Regions from separate parts of the Mus musculus genome. Here region 1 is linked to region 2. Evidence: chromatin contacts called from public targeted proximity ligation data. All regions are on one chromosome and are shown on one strand. The core of a region is the stretch at or near the end of the contact, and the rest is flanking DNA. Distances in the headings are between cores, read along the strand shown. Region 1 overlaps Mark2 (MAP/microtubule affinity regulating kinase 2). Region 2 has its middle 19 kb from the start of Ccdc88b.

Evidence for each region.
Region 1: a contact with region 2 is called in a targeted proximity ligation map of pancreatic cancer cells. A contact is called at or near these places in 1 of 39 promoter capture datasets (cranial neural crest) and 2 of 130 datasets of targeted methods (embryonic stem cells and pancreatic cancer cells).

The regions. Positions count from the first base shown.
Region 1 is chr19:7,299,508-7,304,072 of GRCm38.p6, reverse strand. The region is part of intron 1 of Mark2 (MAP/microtubule affinity regulating kinase 2); the gene reads left to right. It overlaps Gm17227 (predicted gene 17227), which reads right to left. Exons shown (of 2, transcript NR_167892.1): 2 at 1-198. Among named protein-coding and RNA genes, the nearest start is that of Gm17227, 4.1 kb to the right of the region's middle.
Region 2 is chr19:6,875,217-6,880,040 of GRCm38.p6, reverse strand. No RefSeq gene overlaps it. Among named protein-coding and RNA genes, the nearest start is that of Ccdc88b, 19 kb to the right of the region's middle.

The sequences.
Region 1 (4,565 bases), core at 208-2,707, 430 kb before region 2:
AGCGTCCTCTCAGTCTGTGTAACGGTCCATCTAACAAGACGCAGAAGTGACCCATTTCTCTCCAAGGGTCGTCCTGCACGTCCCTGTCAGAGGCCAGGAAGCCCAGAGCCAGATTGCTGCCACCTGGCTGAATTGGCTCTTCCCTGCATCATTCACTTCTCTTGGAAGCTGAAATAGTCATATTGTCTTCCTGGGACTCTGAAAAGACACACGTAGTAAAAGATGACTGTGATCTGTATTGTACACTGTAACCCCTGGCTGAAAGTACTTGCAGCTAGGGCCTCTCTAGAAACAAAATGGCCATTACTGTCAGTAATTGAATAGTTGCCCACCCCTCTGACTCTAGGTCTAGAGTGAGAAGCTGAGGGCCTGAGTCTTACTGGGAGGCTTCAACTTTCCAGTCTTCACCTAACTGCTGACAACCAGCCTGCCTAAGATACCTGTTTTAACTGTGGCTACTTAGGGTACAGCAATGTTTACCTTCAGTCCAGGATGGCAGATAGACACATCCCCCTTGCTTTGATTATGCTATAGGGAAGCCAGCTATTCTTATATTGGCCCCAAATGTATCAAGACACTGTCAGAGGCTCACTTCCCTCCCTCTAGTTGGACATTTTCTTCCCTGTTCCTCTTGCAATAGCTCTTCTCTTCTGTGAGGCAGCAGACATTAAAAATGCTGGTTTCTATTTGGGTTCCTGTCTCTTCAGTCAGTCTCTCCTATTTCACTGCAAGCCCCAGCCATGCCAGGAGGTTTTGAAGGATCCTTATTCAAGTCCTCTGTGTCACACTGTCACCAAGATTTAGAAGATTAAGGTACTGTGTGTATGGTACCCAGAGAGCAGTGGCCCATCAGTGGGGTCCTAAGAGAATAGCTACTGTTGGTAAGGGTTTCTCAGAGGGAACTTTAGCACTGCTGGACAGGGGCCCATCATTAGGCTCATGGTAGAACCAGTACACCACTGAGCTCATCCCAAACCCCACCCCAGCTCCTAGAAGGGAACTTAGGATGAGTGGGGAATTTTTGGAGGAACGCACTGTAGCCCATTATGCCTGCCTGAGTGTTTTCTTTAGTTAGTCCCAGAAGCTAGCATACATATAAAGTCCCAGATGCCAAACAATAAAAATGAAAGGACACCCCCTCTTTTTCACAGGGTGCTTGCTGAAAGCTGTACTGGACTGTGATGGTCCTGAGTAGCAGGTGTGCCCAGGATAGCCAATGCAGTGGATTTACTCTGTGGTCTGACAGACCCCCCCCCCCTTCCATGGCTCAGGTTTTCTCCCATTCTAGTTGGCTGTCTACAGAAGATGGGCATGTAGCACCTCTGCCTATTAGGGCAAGTGAGCCTGGTTTCTGGACAGAGCAACTGGTTAAATGTTTAACAGTCACTTCAAGGGAGTAGTCACACTGTGGAAAGTCTGGTCTGATGGAGGCAGTTGTGAGGCCAGATTAGTAACAGCCCTGGGTGGTTTCTGAAACCTCCTCCTCTGGCTGACCTCTGGCCACAGTAACTTGTAGGGCAGTGAACGGGCCTGGTGGTTTTCCTCTGTCTTGCTTCTTCAGCTCCCTCTGTGAACTTGAAGGATAGGAGGCAGTAGTTTTTATTCTTGTAGGAAAAGGTGAAGTGGAAAAGAGACATGACTTTTGTTCAGCACTTTCCAGCAGCTTCTGGAATTGGGTAAGACCTGGAAGCCTGCTTCCTGGCCTGGGGCTGGCTGAACTCCTAGGCAACCTCCATAAGGATGCCACATTAGGCAAGTCAGAGCAAAGGGTTAAGTCCATATCAGTTGCATAAATGCTGAGGTAGTTTTTTGGTTTTTATTTTTTATTTTTATTTCTTAAAAATCTCATGCTTCTTTGTTGCTTTGCTTTGGCAAAGCCCCAGGAGGAGCCGGGAGATCCTGGGAGGAGATGGTGTGCTGGGTGAGTCACTGAGCTCCCCGCCGCCATCGCTGCTGTGTTTAGTTCATGCTGCCTCACTGTAGCAGGAGGCATTCTGGGAGGGGCAGGGTGGGAACGCAGCTCTGTGTAGTGGGACAGAGCAATTTGGGAGTATCCTAAGGTTGACAGGGCCTGTAACCAACCAGAGCCCCAGTTCAAGCAGTAAATGTAGCAGATACGAATGTCTCCTGCAGTCTTTATGCAGTAATTGTCACTTCTCTGATCAGGAGCTTTTTGAAATAGTTCACATTGAATTTCATTCTCTGCAACACATGCTGTTTTCCTAGCAAACCAGGAGGGACTGAATGTAGGAAGGCAGAGAGAAGAGCTGTCTAAAGTGGGAGGCCTGATTGCCACGAGAGGCAGGAGATTCCCCCTTTGAGGAAACAGGGAGCCAAGAAGTAAGCAGATGAGATATGCCACCTTGCTGATCCCTAGCTGTCTATGATCTCCAGTTTCTATTAGTGACTGATGGGCAAGAGCCCACTTGGTTGTAAGCTGGGAACATGATCTGAAGACATTTCAACTCTTCCCTTTTTTTGAGTCAAGTATTGTAGGTTGACCATGAACTTGCCCTGTCTACAGGAAATTACCTTGAACTCAGAGTCCTACTTCCACTTTCTGAGGAAAGTTTTATAGTTGTCTACAATCTCGTTTTTACAGTGCTGGTATTGAACCCATGGCCTTTTTGTATGCTAGACAAGCACTTTATTGTTTCTCCTATGGCAGACAGCAGGCTAGCTAGCCCATAAGCCTCCCTGGCCGTTTTCCTGTCTCTGTCTCACATCTCTCTATAGGGATATTGGGAATATAGATGCACACCATCATGCCTGGCTTCCACATGGGTTCTGGAAGATGGTGTTTAGATAGGCAGGGCTGGGATAGCAAACACTTTGACCCTCTGAGCCACTACACCACCTCACTTGGTTTTTGCTGTTTTGTTGTTCTTAGGACAAGCTCTTGATAGGTAAAACTTGGCTACCTAGAATTCACAGTAATCAAGGTAGCCTGGAACTCATGGCAGTTCTCCTGCCTCTGGATGATGTGATTACAAGTGAATATTACTACACACAACTCCCCAACATCTTTTCTTTCTTTGTCTCTGAGATAAGATCTCATCTAGTCCAGGCTGGTCTTGAACTTTCTATGTAGTGGAGGAAAACCTTGAAATTCTGATGCTTCCACCCTAGTGCTAAGGAATATGACACTGTGTCCAGTTTTATACTGTGCTTTGAGTGTCATCCAGGGCTTTGAATAGCTGAGCAAGCTTTCTAACAAGAGTTACGTTCCTGTTCACTCCCAACATGTCTCCTTTCTTTCTTTGCCCCCCAACCCCCTTCCTCTCTTCCTCCTCCTTTTTGAGACAGGTAGCCCTGCTTGGTGAACCTGAATGCCAAATGTAGCTTAGGGTATTAAAGACATATGCCACCACACTTGTCTGCCTTTAAAAAAAATTTTTTTTTCTTTTTTTGGTTTTTCGAGACAGGGTTTCTCTGTGTAGCCCTGGCTGTCCTGGAGCTCACTTTGTAGACCAGGCTGGCCTTGAACTCAGAAATCCACCTGCCTCTGCCTCCTGAGTGCTGGGATTAAAGGCGTGCGCCACCACGCCCATCTTAAATTTTTTTTTTATATTATTTAGTTATAGCTGTGTGTCTCTACATATCTATATGTGCACCATATGTATGCAGGTGCCCAAAAAGGTCAGAAGAGGACATGAGATTCCCCCAAACTGGAGTGGCAGGCAGTTGTGGGCAACCTGATGTGGGTGCTGAGAACCAAACCTGTGTCCTCTGCAAGAGCAGCAAGTGTTTCTCTTTCCACCAGCCACTGAAACAAGGTTTCTCCATGTAGTTCTGGCTGTCTTGGAATTCAGACCAGAGATCTGCCTGCCTTGCTTCCTGAGTGATTAAAGGTGTTAGCCATCACCACCGGACTAGTACTCTTAACTGCCAGGCCATTTCTCCAGCCCCCAACACATTCACATTTTCTTCTTCACCCTGCACATTTATTTAGTATTTTACTGAAAACTGTGCTAAGCATTCTGGGCTACAAATAAGACAAACCAAAATCCCTCCTTTTGATAGACACTAAATTAACCAAATGTTTTGAAAAGGAGGAAATGGCGTTTTTTTTTTTTTTTTTGTTTTTGTTTTTGTTTTTCGAGACGGGGTTTCTCTGTATAGCCCTGGCTGTCCTGGAACTCAGAAATCTGCCTGCCTCTGCCTCCTGAGTGCTGGGATTAAAGACATTCGACACAACGCCCAGTGAAATTGCATCTTCTTTTCACAAGTACATGAACTAGTTAGGTGTGGGCTCTATTGCTCACATGAAGGTGAGCAAGACACCATCAGAGTTTGAAGGGAATTAAGATATTGGGGACACAAAAAGAGATGATATAAGTCATGTGCTGTTGAAGTCCAGAGAAGGGAATAGCTCCTAGCTATAAAGGTATCAAACTTTGAGACTAACAGGGGAGCAGAACCTCCTTCCTGGATTGCCTAAAGGAGAGTACGGGATACTAGATGGAGCCCTTCCTTCCATGTAGTATGTGTACATCTGTGTTACCTATGAGACAGCCAAAGTAGTCCCACTGCAAGTCAAACTTCAGTGGCAGTCTCCCACTACC
Region 2 (4,824 bases), core at 1,646-4,145:
GAAAAATGGCAAGGGGACTCTTATCTGCTTGGCTTGTCGGGCTGGAAAGGAGATGGGTGTTAGAGCCTTGCTGGAGCTCAGGCAAACTGAAAGGAATGGTGGGTGGATTTCAAGAGCCAGTGATTCTTAACCTTTTTAACATTGTAAACCTTAAACAATTTTAAATTAACAAATTCCTTAATTTTTATTCCTGGTATCATTACCATAATTTATAAAGCAATATACCTGATGTAATGAAAAGAAAAAGAAAAAGACAAAACAACAACAGATAAAAAAATAAATACCTCAGGGGGAAAATACCTCAGGAATGTATATCTAATTGACATTATATTTCATCAATCAATAGCTGTATTTTTAAACAAAAACCTTCTGTTGTCATATTCGTTATTTCCATTATCAGATCCATAGCTATCATAATAGGGATTGACTGAGCATTTTTTAAAATATCATTATTGTCCCCCTTCATAGGTCCTTAATTTAATTGCTGTTGTTCATTATAATTTCTAAACCCATTATAGTTTCTATCACCATTATAGTTATTATCATTAAAATGTCCTCCTTCATTGTAACCATCATATATGAATAAAGACATCATAATAAAATATTTAATAAAATTTAAGATGTCCCATAGCTCTATATGTTTTAATATTTTAAAAAGTTGTTTTTGCAATATCAAAATAAAGTATCTTTTTAAAAGAGTGAAAGCATAGAGCATAACCACAATTTTTGGAAGACAAAACCAATTGTTTGTTTGGTTTTGGTTTTTCGAGACAGGGTTTCTCTGTGTAGCCCTGGCTGTCCTGGAACTCACTCTGACTCCTAAGTGTTGGGATCAAAGGTGTGTGCCACCACTGCCTGGCTTAAAACCATTTCTTTTTAACAGTTTAAATAATCTGGTGTTCCTAAAATCAGTATCAAGAGCAATGCGAGCAATACCAAATGTTACAAAGTTTGGCTGCCGGCAAGAAAAGTTCTTGTATAGGAATGTATCAAGGTGCAGCTTTAAAACCTCACTAAAGAAACATTGTTTTAAATCCTATCTTTTATAAGGCTGACTTTTAGGACAGGAATTGCATAAAAATATTATCCCAATTTAAAAGTATACTTAGGCACCTGTTTCCCAAGGTCGGCTCATGCCCTGTGTGTTTGCCCAGAACGGCTCTAACCCTGAGTTACTAGTTTTAAGCTGACTTTCTGTTACAGATGTTACAGATTTTTAACCATACCCAATAATTTATAAGCCAATAATCTATAACTATAAGACTAGTCAGAAACAAAGATGTATACACTTACACATTTAGACAGACAACATTTTTCTTACTCTTTTCTTTCTTTCTTTCTTTCTTTCTTTCTTTCTTTCTTTCTTTCTTTCTTTCTTTCTTTCTTTCTTTCTTTTATATGAGTACACTGTAGCTGTACAGATGGTTGTGAGCCTTCATGTGGTTTTGGGAATTGAATTTTAGGATTTCTGCTTGCTCTAGTCAACTCTGGTCCCTTTGGTCAACTCTGCTCACTCAGTCCCTGCTCTCTCCAGCCCAAAGATTTATTTATTACTACACATGTATACACTGTAGCTGTCTTCAGACACACCAGAAGAGGGCGCCAGATTTCATTATGGGTGGTTGTGAGCCACAATGTGGTTGCTGGGATTTGAACGCAGGACCTCCGGAAGAGCATTCAGGGCTCTTACCGGCTGAGCCATCTCTCCAGCTCTTTCTTCCTTTTTTCTAGCTGTAACTTGAAGGGAAGAGCTCCATCTGCTGAATCCAGTACTCATGAGTGCAGAGGGTTTGTAGAACCAGCCATAGCTTCCTTACCAGATGAGCAGAGATGCTGCTGCCACCTCCTCAAGAGCGGCTTGTGCAGACCAAGCAGCTTCGGAGGGCTCCTCTAGCAAGGCTAGACCCTAGCTGCAGATGCAGGCCTCCAAGGACAGTTTATCAGTTTTTGTTGTTCCCATTCAGCTATTTTTTTTCTAAAAATCCTTGAAATGAGTTAAAGCTCAGTCAAGGGGCAAACGGCCAGCAGATGAGGTCTTAACCATTTTTTCTTTAAATATGAAACACAGAGCAACAATCAAGCAACTAAACAAAATTACAGACATAAACTGACAGACATAGACAGACCAGCATGCCAAAGGCAACCAAGAGCTGGGGAGGAGAGGGAAGGGACCCAGATGTCCCACCAAAGGGACTCAGATGTTCCATAGTGAAGGAGTTAAAAATAGAGGTGAGAGGAGCCAAAAAAAAAAAAAAAAAAAAAAAACCCAAACCAAAGTGGATGACGAGTTTCAAAGACCAAGTCCAAGTCTGGAGGGGTGGATTGTACTCCAGCTTCTTGGCCAACAGAAGAATCAGAGCATCCTCCATCCTCCCGACCCAAGGGGGCTATCTTGTCCAGCTGCCTTCACTTGAGTCACCAAAAAGCATCAGAAAGAAGACCAAACCAACAAAAACCCAAGACTGAACCAGGAGAAAGAACTGCACAGGTACCAAAAAAACCCCTTATCTCCTCACAGAGGGCCCAACTGGCTTGGTGGCATTCACTGTCAGCAACTGAGGGGTGCTCGAGAGTAGGGGCCTTCATGAGCAGTGCACCAAATGTTGGGGTCCAGGAGACGCCCCACAAACCACACAGACACCGATCTAGTTCTACAGGGATGGTTTATGGAACGTATACCCTAAGACTGATATGATAAATCAGGAGTGTAGCTCAGAATCTGGGGGCTGAGGCTATGACCCCCAACATCTTTCTCTGTCAGTTTATAAAGGCTAAAACCTCAAAAACTACAGTGAGCTCATACCCAGGCACCGGAAGTGCTGTCTGGTGGTCAGCTCTGACTCAAGCCATTTTACACATAACAGCTCATACTGACCTTTAATTTGATGGGTCCTACATAAAGTTTGTGGAATTTCTTAAGATAACCTCATAGAGAATGTAACAGGATATGTGATCAGCATGACTTTGCTCTGAGTCATTATTTTTCTGTGTCAGTGACTGGCAGGCACATTATGAAATAGCTGGCAGGCATGGAACAAAATGGCTTACAGCTATGCTGGGGGTTGGGAGGCAGATCTCAACAAATCTCATTGGACAGAATTTAGTCATGTGACCCAAACAGCTGTAAGGGAACTGGGAAATCACTTCCAAGCTGAAACTGAGGGTGATGCTGCTATGGGACATTGGGTAGGAGACAGGACATTGGGTAGACAACAAGAAGTATTGGCTACTCAAGGGTCATTTCTGAGGGACCTTTGAGAAACCCATAGTTTCCAAATAGTATTGTTTCTACCAGCCTTGGAAGCCAGGCATGGTGGCACACACTCACTCACACACTCACACAGCACTCAGGAGGCATAGCCACAGATTTCTGTGAATTCAAGACCATCCTGGTCTACGTAGTGAGCCCCTGTCTCAAAACCCCAGCTTTGGAAGTGGCATGTGTGGAGCTGTCCCAGGTCTCAGTGTGGCCTCATCTCCCTGGTGACCCTGCTCTGTCTCTGTCCTCACAACCCTGATCTCTGTCATCACCCTAATTCTCCTGCAGTGGGTCTTCCAGAAGGGAAGATAACTTTCAGGAGTCAGTCACCACCATCCCCAACCCCTGTGGGTCCTGGGGCTGAATGAACTTAGGTTTGCTCTGTTTGCATCTTTACTACATCTTCATGCTGGCTTTTACTTCACACTGTAGGTCAGGTTGGCCTCAAAATGACTATGTAGTCTATAATTGAAATAATCCTCCTGCCTCAGGCTCCTGAGTGCTGGGGTTACCGATGTGTGCCACCATGTCCAGCTCCTAATATGGATTCTTAATATTGGGTACTTCACCCACTGGGAAGCTATCTCTGTTTTGGGATGTCTAGGGTTTTACATTCTCACTTCCAGGTCCCCTCACAGTCATACAAGGTGCCCTGCCTTCAGCAGCACTCAGCAGCACTCTGTCGTGAGTCTTCTCTGAGTCTGTCTGGCACCTTGGATGGATGTTCTAAGATGTGGGAACAGTCTGTGCTAAAGCCTAAAGAGAGGAGGATGCGGGAAGTCTGGGCGTAGTGTGGCAGAGGTGTGGTTCTCTTGGCTTCTCGTGGAAACCTGGCATCCTCAGCTTTTGGGTGAGCAGCAGCTTCAGACACTTCTGTTTCTTTCCTCTTGGACTCCGAGCGAGGCTGGGTTGCTAGGGCAAAGGTTTGACTTTTTTGTTTGTTTGGTTTGTTTTTAAGTTTTTTTTTTTTTTTTATGTAAGTACACTATATGGTTGTGAGCCTTCATGTGGTTGTTAGAACCCTTCATGTGGTTCCCTGACTACTCTGGCCCAAAGATTTATTTTATTTATTTGGTTTTTTTTGAGACAGGGTTTCTCTGTGTAGCTCTGGACTCACTCTGTAAACTCAGAAATCCACCTGTTTCTGCCTCCCAAGTGCTGAGATTAAAGGTATGCACCACCACTGCCCGGCCAATGTATTATTATTATACATAGTACACTGTGGCTGTCTTCAGAAGAGGGAGATCTCATTACGGGTGAGCCACCATGTGGTTGCTGGGATTTGAACTCAGGACCTTCAGAAGAGCAGTCAGCTGACTGTTTTATTGGCTCACTGAGGAGCCTTGTGGATGTTCTCACAGCTTACTTTTCCATGGGATTTGGTTTCCCTGCTTAATGGATGTTTAATGGTGGTCCATTCTTAACGTGTATTTTAATCACAAGGGTGGTTGGTGACTCCAGGCGGTTTCCGACTCCACCTTGCAAGCTTGCATGCCTGGATGCCTTCCATGCTTTTTTACCACTGAGGGCTCAGAAAGTGGGTGCCTTTGGAGCTCTCAGAGTCC